2 separate regions of the Mus musculus genome follow, and region 2 is linked to region 1. The links are chromatin contacts, called in public HiChIP or PLAC-seq maps. All regions are on one chromosome and are shown on one strand. Each heading gives the region's core, a stretch centred on a gene start, on an enhancer-like site or on the middle of the called end of the contact. The rest is flanking DNA. Distances are from core to core; before and after follow the strand shown.

Region 1 (7,124 bases), core at 3,075-5,574:
TTCAGAGTCACTGTGGCAGCCAACAGCACTGGGGACGAGCCCACTCTACCTGGAAGGAACACAGCAGGTCCTGGATGGCTGTTGGCAGAACATGCTCACTGTGTTGTTAACCACTTGCCTTCAACTCCAAAGACATTGCAAAGGGTGCTGCCAGGCAGTGCCCCCGACTCCTCAGCTGTACCTCCAGTCAGGGACACAGGGCCTTGGTACTGAAGCAGTGCAGAGAGGGGATGCATGGGGCTAGCATCTGTCTTGGTGACTTGGGGAAGAATAATGAGTCTCCAGGGTCACTCTCTTCTGTCTTCCCCTCAAGTTTGTTATCCATAGCTGGTCACATGTCTGCCCTGGTTGCCATGGAAACTGAGGTGTATGGCTGCAGGTTGTGCTCTGACCTTCTTTGTAACGAAGCTTTGTATATCTCGATGCTTTCCTCCTACTTCTGGGGCTCCCGTGTCTTGATTTGCTTGCAGTAGGATGGGGGGAAGGCAGGGGGGGGGTGGTGCCTCTTCCTCTTGAGGCCTAAGGGATCATACACTTTAGCACTTTCCCACAGGATGGGTACAGCCATGGAGCACAGGCAATGAAGCATGCTCACAGAACATGTCTACACAGCATGGTCATGGGTTAAATCCACAAAACATTCCTACAGAGCATAGCAGTGGCTCATAGCTTTGAACTATGCCCACGGAGCATGTCCATAGAGCATAGCCATGGGGCATGTCCACGCACCATGGGCACCATAGAGCATAGTCGCAGATTGTGTCCACAGAGCCTGTCTGCAGAGGATGTCCAGGGTTCGCACAACCATAAAACTTCAGTGGCATTGTAGACCCTGGGGCTTTTCCTTCCCTGGTTGGGTGCTCTCTGGCAGGGCTATGATGGAGCCCTGGGAAGACTCCCAAATCTAAATCAGCCAGCTCTGTCAAGTGGCTCTGGTGAGCCTTACTGAGCCCTCTTAGGCCTGTGGTTTGCTCCAGATGTAGGGAATGGCTCAGCGAGGCTCACACACTGAGGTTTTGTGGCTGTTTCATGCAAGTACCAAGGCTCCCACTGTGCACAGGGGAGTTTGACCTCACTCACGTCTCTGGGCTTGAACACTCGGAGCGAGCACTTACAGCAAGGCCTGTCCTCAGCATTGAATGGAGAGAGTACTTGGGTAGCATAGGGGACTCTGATGCTACATGCAGGCACAGATCTTACCAGTTACAAATGCTACTTACTTCCTCTTAGGCTCTGGCACATACTGGGCATACTTTGCATAGGACAGACCTGGGAAAGCCTGGAGGCTGTTCAAGGGGAGGTGTGCTTTTCTCCTGAACATTGTCCTCATTGGATAGGACAGTCTCATCATTGAGAGGCCTAAGATCCCGAGGATGCCTTGAAACCCCCAAACCACCTTCCTTTGGAATTCACATGGCCTGCTCTTGGTTATTTACGGGGTCATGGCTTTCTACTGTTTAAGTCAGGTTAGGGCAAGCATCTGCTGCAGCTAGGGCATCCTGCTGATTTACAGCATGTGCCTGCTGGCTTTGAAGACCCCCTTCTGCCAGTCTCACGTCCAGGGTCTTTCTTCCATCGTCTTGAGCCAGCCATTGGGAAACTGAATCTATTGCTCAGACTGGAAGGTGCACTCTGCCTCTGCCTGAGAGAGTGAACAGCTCTCACAGCCCACATGTCTAAGAAAAAAGAGAGAGCTCACATCTGGTTTGATGGTTCCAGATCCACTTCTGCCTCATGACTTGGAGGACACTGTAATGAGGAACGTGGCTGGCGCTATTCTAGTCCTCTGTGGGTTGACAAAAGAGGAAGAGAATTTCTGTAATGGGAATAACATGGTAAGGATGACTCAATGAGGCCCCAGGAGAGATATGAGACCTGTAATGAGGGAAAGGGAGGGAGGACTAGTGCTGTGGGCGGGGCCTTGACTGTCATTCACTGTGGACAAGACCTTGGTATCATATGCTCCATGAATGCTGGCAGGAACAGTAGGGAACTAATGACTGTCCTACTTTGCTTTTTTGTTACTGTGATAAAGATGACCCATGCAGATGAAAGGATTGTATTCTCCCATCAAGAGGAGCTCAAGACAGGAACCTGGAGGCAAGCACTCAGGCAGAGACCATTGAGGAGTGCTGCTTACTGGCTTGCTTCTAAACTATACTTCTTATATAGCCCAGGCCTACATGCCTAGGGATGGTACCACCCACAGTGGGCTGGCTGCTCCTATATCAATTAGCAGTCAAGAAAATACCTCCCAGATATGCCTATAGGTTAATCTGATAAGGGCAATTCCTTGATTGGTGGTCCTTAGCATGTCAAGGTGACAGTTTAAGCTAATTATGACACTGAGATTATTATTTTCTGTGTATTGATACTTTGTGTGTCTTTCTTTGTACACGTGCATACTTGTGTGAGTTGAGGCCAGAGGCCCATGGTAAGTAGCTTCAATTCCTCTCTGACTTGTTTGTTTTGAGTCAAGGTCACACTGTGTAGCTCTAGATAACCAGGAACTATGTAGACCATCTTAGCTTCAAGCTCATAAGAGATCCACCTGCCTCTGTTTCCTAAGTGCTGGGATCAAAGGTGTGCAGTACCACATGCAGCCACTCTGCCTTATATTTAGACATGGTCTCTCACTGAACCTGGACCTCAACCAAACCCAATCCTCTGCAGGAGAAGCGGCTGCTCTTGCCATCATCTCTCCAAGCAGTTTGGGTTTCTAGAAGGAAGGTTCCAGCTGCACAGTTACTCCCAAAATGCCATGCGACTCGGTTGCTGCTCCCTGCTCCTGCTCCGTTATGCATTTCTGATTCCTGGGTGCTTTGCTCACATTCTTACTTTGCTTCACTAAAACTTAGCCTCATAATTAGACTTGGAAGCCCACTCTTTCACATATTTTAAGGAGTCCAGTGGTCTTGGCCAGCATCTTTATCCTTGGACTTTCACATGCCAGAGCAAACCTTTCCTAAAAGAAGTACATCTTTCATAAATTCTGTATTTAACACAATTGCTTTGAACTAAGGCTTGATGACCAAAGAGTGAGAATATAAGTTTAAACGCACAAGCCCGTCTTTACTTACAATGAGACCGGATGAATTTGAGATTTGAGGATTGCAACTTTCAACTCATGTTAGTGCTGCGACCTCATGGGCAGCCTGAAGGGTCAGGGTCAGAGGTCATCTTGCTTGTTTCTCTTTCTCTCTGTGCAAGCGTGTGAGTGTGTGAGTGTGTTTTTTCTAAACGTTAAAGTTTTGACTTTACTTTTTGGCCTATCTGGATAGGCTATTTGAAGGGTAGACGGGGTGTATTTTGAGATACCCCTTTTTTCAACCCCCTAATCTCAGTGTTAGGGAGGCACATAATCACAGACTCAAAATGCAACAGGCCTAAAACACAGCATTTCCCTGCACCAATGATCTGCAAGCAGAATATTCCGATCAGAACTTTAAGATGCCCTCTGGTGCTCTGTCCCTTCAAGATGTGGCCCTCTGGCCTGCAAGGTTGCTGATCCTAGGCTCGGTCTGGCTGCATCACACTGGACTGTGTGGTTTTAGGTCTGTGCTGAATAGGAGGAAATGGGCGGTGCTCCCAGCTAGAGAGGCAGAAACTCTGACTCAGGCCGGCTTTAAACTAAAGAGGAAGTGGATCACCTCACGCTCCAGGAAAAAGGAAGCCCAGGGCGGGCGTGGCCAGCCCTCCGGATGAATCAACTCTTAACAAAGGCACCTGGCGGGCTGCTTGGGTAGGCGGTCTGTTCTTCCCCAGGCTGCCCCAGTGGGAGCTTTAGTCTGACCCTGCCTTCACTTCTAAGCAGATACAGGGTGGGGTCCTTGGTTGCGCCAGCCTTTGAGGTGGACCCAGCTCCCAGTCAAGGGATTTGACCCTCTGCGGTCAGAGGATTGGCTCGAACTCTTCCCCCTCCCAGGGCAGAGGCCCTGAAAGGAGACAACTTGTAAGCAGTCTAGGCAGCCCCACCCTGGGGTGGGCTGGCCTGCCATAATTAACCAATCCCCATAGTGTCTGGTGTCTGATGTTCTCACCATTGTGGTGAGACCAATCAGATCCACCCCTGCAACCTAGAAAAAAGATCCCAGGGGGAACAGATAAAACTCTGAACAAAACTGCTTTTGTCGGTGGAGCGAGGTGGTCCCCGGTTAGCATTGAGGCAGATTCTTACATCCTCCTCTGTCTTCAGTTGGAGAAGGAAAAAAAAAAGAGAGAGAGAGAGAGAGCCACAGGGAGACCTACTGGAGGTTCTTTAGCCTCTGAGGTACAGGAAAGACCCGGGGGCTGAGCTGGCTGTGTGGGGAAGGAGATGGCACCAGGGTTCAGAGCCTCCACAGTCTTTCAGGGCTAGGACTTAGAGATTCGGGGTAAAGTGCAGAGCCCAGTAGCTGTGTTTGGAACCCAACATATCTCAAGGACAGAGTATGGGCTGGACTGTGATCCAAGGTAAGGTAGAGAGAGTGGGGAGGAGGGCAGTCTGGAAGCGGGGGTGAGGGGCTTAGACTCTCCTGGGAGCCCTTGTACCAAGGGCGGGACAGAAAGGACTTGTGTTCAGGCAACACTCCTGCATGCAGGGCACACAGACTCCTGAGTGTGGCTATCTTAGGCCAGGTCCCAGCAGGCTTCTTTAGCCTCAGAGCAGCAGAGGATTCTGGTTGCTGTGGGCGCTGAGTGTGGGGACAGGATGGGGAGTGACTGTCTCAGCCACAGTGCTGGGTTTTCCGCAAGGCATGTCAAGCTCTTGCTAATACTCATATAACCCTACGGGTTCTCCAGCAGACCTCTCCACTCACTTCCACATGCTCACGCCTGCTCCCTTCAGTTCATAAGCTTCCTCCTTCCTCTGCCCTGTGGCTTTGCCAGGGGCCTCTTTCCACATCCCTGCCTGGAGGCACTGGAGACATTCCTGGCAGACATCAGGGAGTATCTGGCTGGTGGCTCATAGGCCATGGAATGTGCAGAGTCTGAAGGTGTGTTTCACCCGCCTTCTGCCCCAAGGTGACTTATTCTCTGGAGTGGCTTGGGGACTGTTGGGGCTGAACAGCAAGCCATTTACCGGAGAGGACAGTGTGTGCAGATCTCAACGAGCGTATTTGGCCACATGACCCAGGCAGCCTCCTCATCTTCCCACATCTCAATTCTCTTGTGGTTTTGTGGTCAGCCTCAGATTAAATCATGGTTGCCTGGCAGCTGAGACTTGTGAGAGAGTCGCTTTCTCCCAGAGTTACCTGAGATGGGCACAGTCACAGGCTGATGTAGACCAAGGATCCTGAGAAGGCTCTGGGCCCTGACAACCTGTAGAGAGCTTGACCCACCTGTCAGAGTTAGGAGATGGGAGAAACATGCAGGCATTTAGGCTCAAACCTGACTAAGAACAAATTGTTCTATTGTAGTGTATGTGTGCACGTATATGTTCATGTGTACACAGTAATTCTGCATATCACTGCAGGGGCCATATGTCTTTCCCCCTCATGCTCTCCACCTGATTTTTAAAGTCAGTGCTAACATTGAGCCTTGGGCTTACTAATTAAGCTGCTAGGACTGAAGGGCAGCAAGCTCTGGGAATCCTGACTCTCCCTTCCCAGCACTGGATTTGCAGACATGCAGTGCAGAACCCAAATGTTTACAGAGGTGTTGGGGGTCCAAAGTCAGGCTTTCAAGCTGGTGAGGCAAGGGCTTTGCTGACTGAGCCGTTTAAACAGTCTGGGACCTGGAGATACAGCTTAGCCCCAGTACAGTTCTAAGCAACCCTATCCGGCAGTTCACCACTGCCTGTAACTCCAGCGCCCTCTTATGGACTCCAAGGGTACCTGCATACCCATGTGCATATACGCCTACCCCATATGCACTGCTCTCTCGTTCTCTCTCTCTCTCTCTCTCTCTCTCTCTCTCTCTCTCGTGTGTGTGTGTGTGTGTGTGTGTGTGTGTGTGTGTGTGTGAAATTAAAAATTTTTTTTTTTTTTTGGTTTTTTGAGACAGGGTTTCTCTGTGTAACCCTGGCTGTCCGGGAACTCACTTTGTAGACCAGGCTGGCCTCGAACTCAGAAATCTGCCTGCCTCTGTCTCCCGAGTGCTGGGATTAAAGGCATGCGCCACCACTGCCCGGCTAAAAATAAATTTAAAAAAGAATTTTCTGGCCTCAATGGCTAGCTCATTTCTCAGGATAGAAGAAAAGTCAAAGGCTTTTTCTGCTAGAAATAGAGATGGAGCCCCCGCCCCGCCTGATGGGTGAGGCTTCAGGGCTGCTGCTTGGAGCAGATGCTTCTCTCGAAGCAGATGGATTTGTAGAGAGGGGGACAAAGCCAGCCATTTGGGGACCGATGCCAGCAACACTGCCTGCTGAGGCATGGGCTGCCAGTGTTCCCAGAGCCTCCATCTCAGCTGAAGCCTCCAGTGAGCTCTCTGGTGTCGTTCATTTAAGCACATGACTTTCAAAGTCCTGGATGTGGTGTGCAGGTCACAAAGGTTGCAGAGAAGCTACTTAAATGGTTTCATCAGTGTTTGCTGCCATAGTAAGAATGATTCATAGACAAGTGCCTTGGAGAGAGAAACCAAAACGAAAAGACTCCTTTGCCAAAGTGTCTTCCATAGTCCATACTTTGGGGGGTGGGGTGGATAGGGGAGGGAGAGGAGGAAAGGAGAGAAGAATTGTGTTAATTGTGTAATAACTCTGAAAATGGGGACTGAGTAGATAAAGAGGCCAGTATTGGAGAGGTAGCTTTATTACAAGGAACAATAGCAATTTAAAAACTCATTTAAAGACAACTTTACGTTAAAACGCTATTGCTTTTCCTCATGTCTGTGAAGGAAGTACAAGCTAAAAACGAAAGCCCCAAACAATAGGGAATGGGGGAGGGGGGATCAGAAAAACCAAAAGCTTCCATAATTTCCAGAGCCTGACTGTGTTTGGTCCAGAGACCCCTTCTGGCAAGGAGTGCCATTTGTGTGCGGCCCTCTGTCTACACAGATCACAGCAGCATGAGATGAGTCACACCCCATGTGTGTCTCTCTAGTAAAGTTTTCTTAACGATACTACTTGTCTCCCTTGTTTCAGACATCTCCTTTTGTATGTATGTGGGTGGGTGCATCACACACACAAAGAGGCTATCAAGTGTCTG
Region 2 (7,124 bases), core at 2,168-4,667, 100 kb before region 1:
CCTCAAAGGGAAATTAAGGATACAATATAGGTAATTCAAAGAAAAAAGAATGACTACAGACACAGGAAAGCTGAAACTCCAGTGATACCAGGGTATATACATTTAAACCATAACTGATTTCAAACGTTTCAAAACTAAAATCTTTGAAAAGACTGACTATTCTGGAACTCTTGAAGTAGAGCCGTGAGTCTACCAAGAGAACTGAAAGATATTTAGGACTAAAGCTCTTTAAATATTCCCAGTACTTATTACCAAAGAATAGACAGTAAAGAGCTGGACACTACCTGTGAGGCAGAACAACAGAATTCTTCTAGAAGCTGGGAGTAAAGCTCACTCCATAGTGACTCTTTAAAGTCACTTCAAACATCTCAAATATCAAGTAATACAGTGTAGTGAGACTTGTGGTTTCTTTAAACACAGAAATATTATTGGAATATATTTTTGTTTAAATCCTAGGTGTGAGATATGGGGCAGATTCAGAGAGTCCACAGCAGCAGACTATGATTTGCATCATGCCCTGGCAGGGATATGATTTTGCCAGCTGCAGAGAGTTTCTGCAAGTATGACTTTGGAATTCTGGGGACACAACGCCAGACTGTTGCTGTGTGTTCGCTTCACTGATATTTCATTCACAAAGCCTGATAGTGGGTGGTTTCTGGAACATGGGGAGTTAAACAGCCATCACGATAATCATTTGAGAGGGTATTAAAAATGCTAGAGCCCTGAGAGGGGCGCGGCAGCTGCTGCTCTTCCTGATTGCTGCTGTTTGGGAAGATCAAACTTGCTCCAAGGAACTCAAAGCCCCTAACCAATGAGAGTGACAGTCCCTTTCCCCTCTAACCAGCTTTCTGCTCCTGCGTAGTATTGGGGGTTGGAAGGTATAATGGTGGAACAGGGTGATAGAAAAAGGAGCTCATAAAGTCACCAAAAGTCTGGCTGTAATACAGGAGTGCCAATCTGTAATAAATTTCTTTCATTTATTCTTTGACAATATCATACATGTATATAGACATTGATCCATCCCAACTCCCCTTTCCACTCCTCACACAATGGTAGCCCACTGAGTCCAATGAATGCTGCCTGTTGGAATAGTGACAACAGATAATGGCTTGATTGTATGCAGGTAACTATAGCTGCAGTGAAGTAATAAATACAATGACCATGTCATGTCCAGAAGACAGTATCTCTAAGCACTTCTCCTGTCCTCTGGCTCTTACATGAAAGACTGCAAAAAGAGGGAATATTCTCTCTCTTTTTTAAAAAAATATTTCCTAAGCCATAGAGAAGGCAGGTAGATTTCTGAATTCAAGGCCAGCCTGGTCTATAAAGCAAGTTCCAGGACAGCCAGGGCTACACAGAAAAACCATCTGGAAAGAGGGAGGGAGGGAGAAAAAGAAAGGAAGGGAAGAAGGGAGAGTGAGAAAAAAGAAAGAAGAGAGAGAAAGGCAAAGGGGAGAAAGAAGCAAAAAGCAGGCAGTTCCACATGCTATAATTCTTAAAGAACACTGTAAGTTAGTAACTAAAGAGTACTCAAAAGAGACATTAAGCCTGAAGACAAAATACTTTTATTCAATGTTAAAGCACCATTAACACACGTTTCCCTTACCTCTGGGCACTGGGCACACAAAATAATTCCTGCTCTTGTGTAGCTTAAGAATCTAGCAGGAAGCACACATAAGGACCAGTAGGGATGGACTGAAGTCCAAGGGAGTAGGAGGAAAGCTTCGCTGTCACATTAGGGAGCTGAAGCCTCACTACAGGGAAACAGCATCCAAGCCAGCACCAGAGCCAGGCACCCAAGCCAGGCAAAACCCGCTGGCATGTGGGAGAGGCATCAAGGACAACTGTACAGACAACAGAATGACCCCCTGAGAGACATAGTTAGAAGCTTTACAAGTGAGGCACTCTATGAGGAATATAAAAACAGTAAGAGTTGAGCAGGAAAAGTACATGATTTAAGGTCTGGGGTATGTATCTTGATTTAAAAAAAAATTAAAAAACTAACGCAGCTGAAATATAAGATACAATTTAACACCATACCATACAAAATAAGACTTGAACAATCCACCTGCCAAGTGGTAAGAAGCAGTTTTAAAAGGCAGTGGTGCTGACCATACTGACAAGTTAGGCATGAGGTGAAAGGGGAAGAAAAGTGTTAGGTAAATGTCAGGCACCTGCAGGGGGAGCAAACAGCATGGATGGGTCAGTTAGACTGATCTACAAGTCCTGGATTGCACCTAGAGATGTCCAGGGAGCAATAATTAAGGGGAAGAAGCTCAAGCTCAGAAATATAAATTCAGAACATACTAGCTCCAAAGCCATGAGGATGAAAGATTTCCCAACAGAGCAAATGTGAAGAAACAGACTAAATCCAAGGTATTTTTCCCTATTTGCCCAAAACAAGAAACTAGTCACGGGTGCTATCTTAAGAGTTTCTATTGTTTCTCTGAAACACCATGACCAAAAGGCAAATTGGGGAGGAAAGGGTTGATCACTTCCTCATCACTGTTTATCATCAAAGGAAGGTGGGACAGCAACTCGAACAGGGCAAAAACCTAGAGGCAGGGGCTGATGCAGAAACCATGGAAGGGTGCTGCTTACTGGCCTCCTTTTCATGGCTTGCTCAGCCTGATTTCTTAGAGAACTCAGGACCACCTCTTCCCAGGGATGACACCATCCACAGTGGGCTGGACCCTCCCACCATTGATCACTAAGTGAGAAAATGCCTTACAGATGGATCTCATGGAAGCATTTCCTCAACTGAGGCTCCTTCTTCTCTGATGATTCTAGCTTGTGTCTAGTTGACACGCAAAACTACAGTACAGGTGTCAAGAGAAGAAAGTGCCACAGATGATAGACCAAGTACTTGGGACTAAAATAACAAACAGAACAAGACAAGAATGATGGCTGGTAGCAGGGAAATGTTCAGAAATATATCATCTATCCTGAAAATGAACCAGTTTAAGAGGAGAGCAGAGTACAGGCACATTTCACCATCTTTTATATATAACACATTCACAGGAGACGATAATAGAATATAATCACTGACCATCTTCACAAAATGCAACTGTTTGCCAGAATATATTAATCAATGCCGGCTTAATAAGATCTTGAGCTTTAAGAATTTTATAATGCATAACTCCTCTGAAAATGGCTCTTACTAGACAAGTATGTTGCCACTTCCCCATTCCCATAGAGGATTTTGAAATTACACTAGCAAACACAGTGCATTCATGTTTTTTTAGTGTGAAGTATTTTTATCAACCTATTAATTTAATTTTTTTTTACTGGTGGGAGCACAGAGGTCCTTGTGCTCACAGATAAGCTCTAGGGAAGCTAGGAATGTTAAACACACAGGGCAGTCTCTTCAAAGGAAGAGATGCTTAACCTGTTTTCTGCCCAGAAGACTTGGAGGTGGCTAAGAGCCTAAGTGACCTCTGCACTGCCTGCAGGGCCTTGGCCACACCTGCCTCCCTCAGGCTCCTCCAGACTCTTACTAACAGGACCTAAGGTATTTAATAGCCTAGTGACTTTTCTATCTGTATGACAGAGACCACACCAGATCCTCCCTGAGGCTCTCAAGATGACACATGTAGTCTATCTATAGAACCCATCTTCCCGGGAAGAGGCAACAACATGTACTTTGATAAGTTTCAAAGTAATTATGCCTTAAGCTTTAACTGTGCACTCAGGACTGTGTTACACCAGGAAACTTTTCCCAAATTTTACTGTACCTAAATGCACCTAAAATAAATTGGCCAGTGTCAGACTTTTTTTTTTTTTAGCCAACACTGGTTACTGAGTCATGTTGAACAGACCTTTTTTCCTGACTCACAAGGACCAACACTTTACCATTTTTGTGGAAATAAACTGAAAAAATAAAAGCTACTTTACCATTAGATATACCTATATATGCCAAAACAAATAAAAAACTAATTAACAGTTTTAAGAAATCAGATAAGCATATACATATATAACATATAACATACACTCGACATATAGTGTGGTAGGCTATGCCACCTAGGTCAGTAGTAGTATGATGTATACAATGTTTATAAGACAAATTATAAAAACAAACTTCTTAAAACCCACACATTACGTGGCATGTGACAATATTTAGTTACCAGTAAGTGATTTCTAATCACTAATTGATGAACTAGCTAACTTCTATAACAATCACTGCTTATTTTTAAACCTTTACAAGTGTATGCTTTCATTTTGAGGAAAATTTTAAGTTCATTTATTACACATACACACACAGGTATAAAAGGTGTGTGTGTACATATATACAATAGTTTACTTTTTAAATCTACAGTACATAAAGGAACAAATCATTAAAGTATAAATAAGTTTGATTTTTTTATTATAGTTACATAGAAAACAGGAACTTAAAATCAAAGGCATCAAAATCAGTCAACATTTAAGGATCTCAAACCAATGTTCTTCTAATATTAACAACACAGTGGTACAGTATCTTAGTTAGGGTTTCTATTGCTGTGATAAAACATAATGACCAAGCTGGGCAGTGGTGGCGCATACCTTTAATCCCAGCACTTGGGAGGCAGAGGGAGGCGGATTTCTGAGTTTGAGGCCAGCCTGGTCTACAGAATGAGTTACAAGACAGCCAGGCTACACAGAGAAACCCTCAGCCAAGCTACACAGAGAAACCCTGTCACAAGAAAACAAAAAAACAAAAAAAAAAAAAACCCATAATGATCAAAATCAACCTCGTAAGCAAAGGGTTTATTTCAGCTTTCAGTTCCACAACACAGTACATTACCAAAGGAAGTGGGGGCACTCAAGTCATGGTGGGTGCTGCTTACTGGCATACTCTTCCCGGTGTACTCGGCCTGCATTCTTAGAGTACCCAGGGCCACCTGCCCTGCTTAGAACATCAAGAAAATGCCTCACAAGTTTGCCCACAGACCATCTGTTATGGGCATTTGTTCACTGGAGCTGCCCTCCTCACAAATGGCTCATGTTTGTGTCAAGCTGACACAGTAGCATCTGGCACATACAGGTGACGAGGTGAGAGCCTGGCTTAGGAGGAGGACTGGCGAAATGGCTCAACAGGTAAAGGTGCTGCCAAGCCTGACCACATCATTTTGATCATTGGGACCCATATAGTAAGAAAGAAACAACGTGTCTAAGTTTCCCCTTAGTCCAGCGCACACACACGCACACACACACACACACACACACACACACACACACAACATTTGCAATTAATGAAATTGCAATTAATGAGAATGCAATTAATGAAAGAGAGAGAGAAAGGGTGGGGTTAAGCCTACCCAAGCCCAAGCTCTGATAAATATGGCATCTGTTAGAATTTTTTAAAGATGCAAACTATCAATTATAGCTCCAGCTAAGATACTGATATGTGGAGCATTAAGTGTTACCTTAATCCTTCCAGAACCATTTCAAGTACCCTAAATATAAGGGAACATTTCACTGAGTGGCAAACACCAAAATTACTAAATTACTAAGAAGGAAAAAGCATTTGTAAACACAGGGTAAGAAGTCAATGTCTTTGAGCCAAATGTAGTGCACTCCCAGCACTCAGGAGACAGAGGCAGGCAGATCTCTGGTGAGTTTGAGGCCAGCCTGGTCTACACAGACTTCTAAGACAGCCAGAGCTAAACAGTGAGACACTGCCTCAGACAGAGACAGAGACAGGGAGAGGAAACAGAAAGAAACAGACAGCTCAATGTTTTTCTAAAAAAATGTTTAACAATTATAATAAATATCCTGACAGAAACAAGCATTTTACCTAGAAGGCAATGTAGGTGGCAAGAGCAACTCATGAAAAGATGAGCAAGACACTAAAACTCTGAAAACAATACCCATTCTGCCTGGCAACTTCAGGACAGCTGAGAAAAGGAGATGTCTAATTGTACTCTAAGGATCTGATTTAAAAATAATGAACTAATTTTATTCTACAAAACTCATTAAATACAAGTTTTTCATATCACGTGTTATAAGACTTATGTTTACTATTTCCTGGAAAAAGGCCTACATTATCCTTCAGTAGCCACTATTGCAAGATTTTTCTCAAGTTGGTCAGAGAGTAAAATCTTAACAGATCATGTAAAGCGGGAGAGTATCCCCAGAGCAAATCTGTATTTTTCATGACATGCTAACAAGTCAATAATGTCTACACAAGCTCCATGCTTTTCATACACTTCTGGCTCTAATGTAGACCCCCCAGCATGCATTAAGATGACAGAAAACTGTCATAGTGTGCATAACAAACACCCTTGCTCTCAAGTCTCAGAAAGGTACAGTGCAGAAACCTGTCTTCAGTGTTACCCCAATCTCATGGATGTGTGACATGTTTGGACACTAATGTTTCATTCTTCAATCTTGAGAATAAATGGCTATCTTATACTTTGTACCTTAGGAAGCAATACTGCCACATCTTTGGGGAGGAGAAGGGGAGGAGGAAGAGACAGAACAGAAGGGGTAAGGAAGAAGGGGAGAGAAGGGGGGAAAAGAAGAGGGGGAGGAGGGGTGAGGAAGGGAGGGTAAGGAAGGAAGAGGGGAGAAGGAGGGGAAAGGATGAAGGGGAGGAAGAGCAATTAAAGAAGTACTTAAAGGCAATAATTAAAGTCTTTTGTGTGCACCACAATGACAACTGGTTTAGGCAATTAGAAACTGGAGGGTCTCAAGAAAGGCAACATTAGCCTGACTTTGGTGCATGCCTTTAATCCCTGCAATTGGGAGGCAGAGACTGAGGCAGACAGACTCTGTGAGTTCCTGGTCTACAGAGCTAGTTCCAAGACAGCCTCAGCTACACAAAGAAACCCTGCCTTGAAAAACCAAAAGAAAAAGGAAAGGCAACAGTGAGGTGGGCTGAAAGCAAGAAAGCAAAAGTGAAATGAGTCATAAGCACAAAGGAAGGGAGACCTTCTTCAGAGGTCAGGGTAGAAATAGATATTGTAGTAGTGGTGGGATTCAGCAAAACAAAGACAGAACAGAACAAAAGCTTTTTAGCTAAAAAACAATAACAAAATCCAGCCAGGCAAGGTAAGCCTGTAATGCTACAAATTCAGACGAAGAGACAGGAGGATCAGGAGTTTCAGCCTTGACTAAGTAATAAAACCTATCTCAAAAAAAAAAAA

What was found. HiChIP or PLAC-seq counts read pairs in DNA pulled down with a chosen protein or histone mark.
Region 2: an H3K27ac HiChIP or PLAC-seq map of trophoblast stem cells shows a contact between it and region 1, with 26 read pairs. The contact joins two enhancer-like sites. A contact is called at or near these places in 1 of 39 promoter capture datasets (cranial neural crest), 1 of 15 datasets of contacts at CTCF or cohesin (the NIH/3T3 cell line), 1 of 484 Hi-C or Micro-C datasets (trophoblast stem cells) and 9 of 115 datasets of contacts at active chromatin or transcription factors (the SCID.adh cell line, bone marrow-derived macrophages, embryonic stem cells and 4 more).

Annotation. Positions count from the first base shown.
Region 1 is chr17:13,680,506-13,687,629 of GRCm38.p6, reverse strand. No RefSeq gene overlaps it. Among named protein-coding and RNA genes, the nearest start is that of Gm24867, 8.7 kb to the right of the region's middle. Within about 2 kb of position 4,324, at least 331 of the 459 cell types and tissues checked have an H3K27ac peak or open chromatin away from gene starts, as enhancers often do. A contact at or near this core is called in trophoblast stem cells, where this site is marked.
Region 2 is chr17:13,779,989-13,787,112 of GRCm38.p6, reverse strand. All of the region lies in intron 1 of Afdn (afadin, adherens junction formation factor), which reads right to left. Among named protein-coding and RNA genes, the nearest start is that of Tcte2, 22 kb to the right of the region's middle. Within about 2 kb of position 3,417, at least 19 of the 459 cell types and tissues checked have an H3K27ac peak or open chromatin away from gene starts, as enhancers often do. A contact at or near this core is called in trophoblast stem cells, where this site is marked.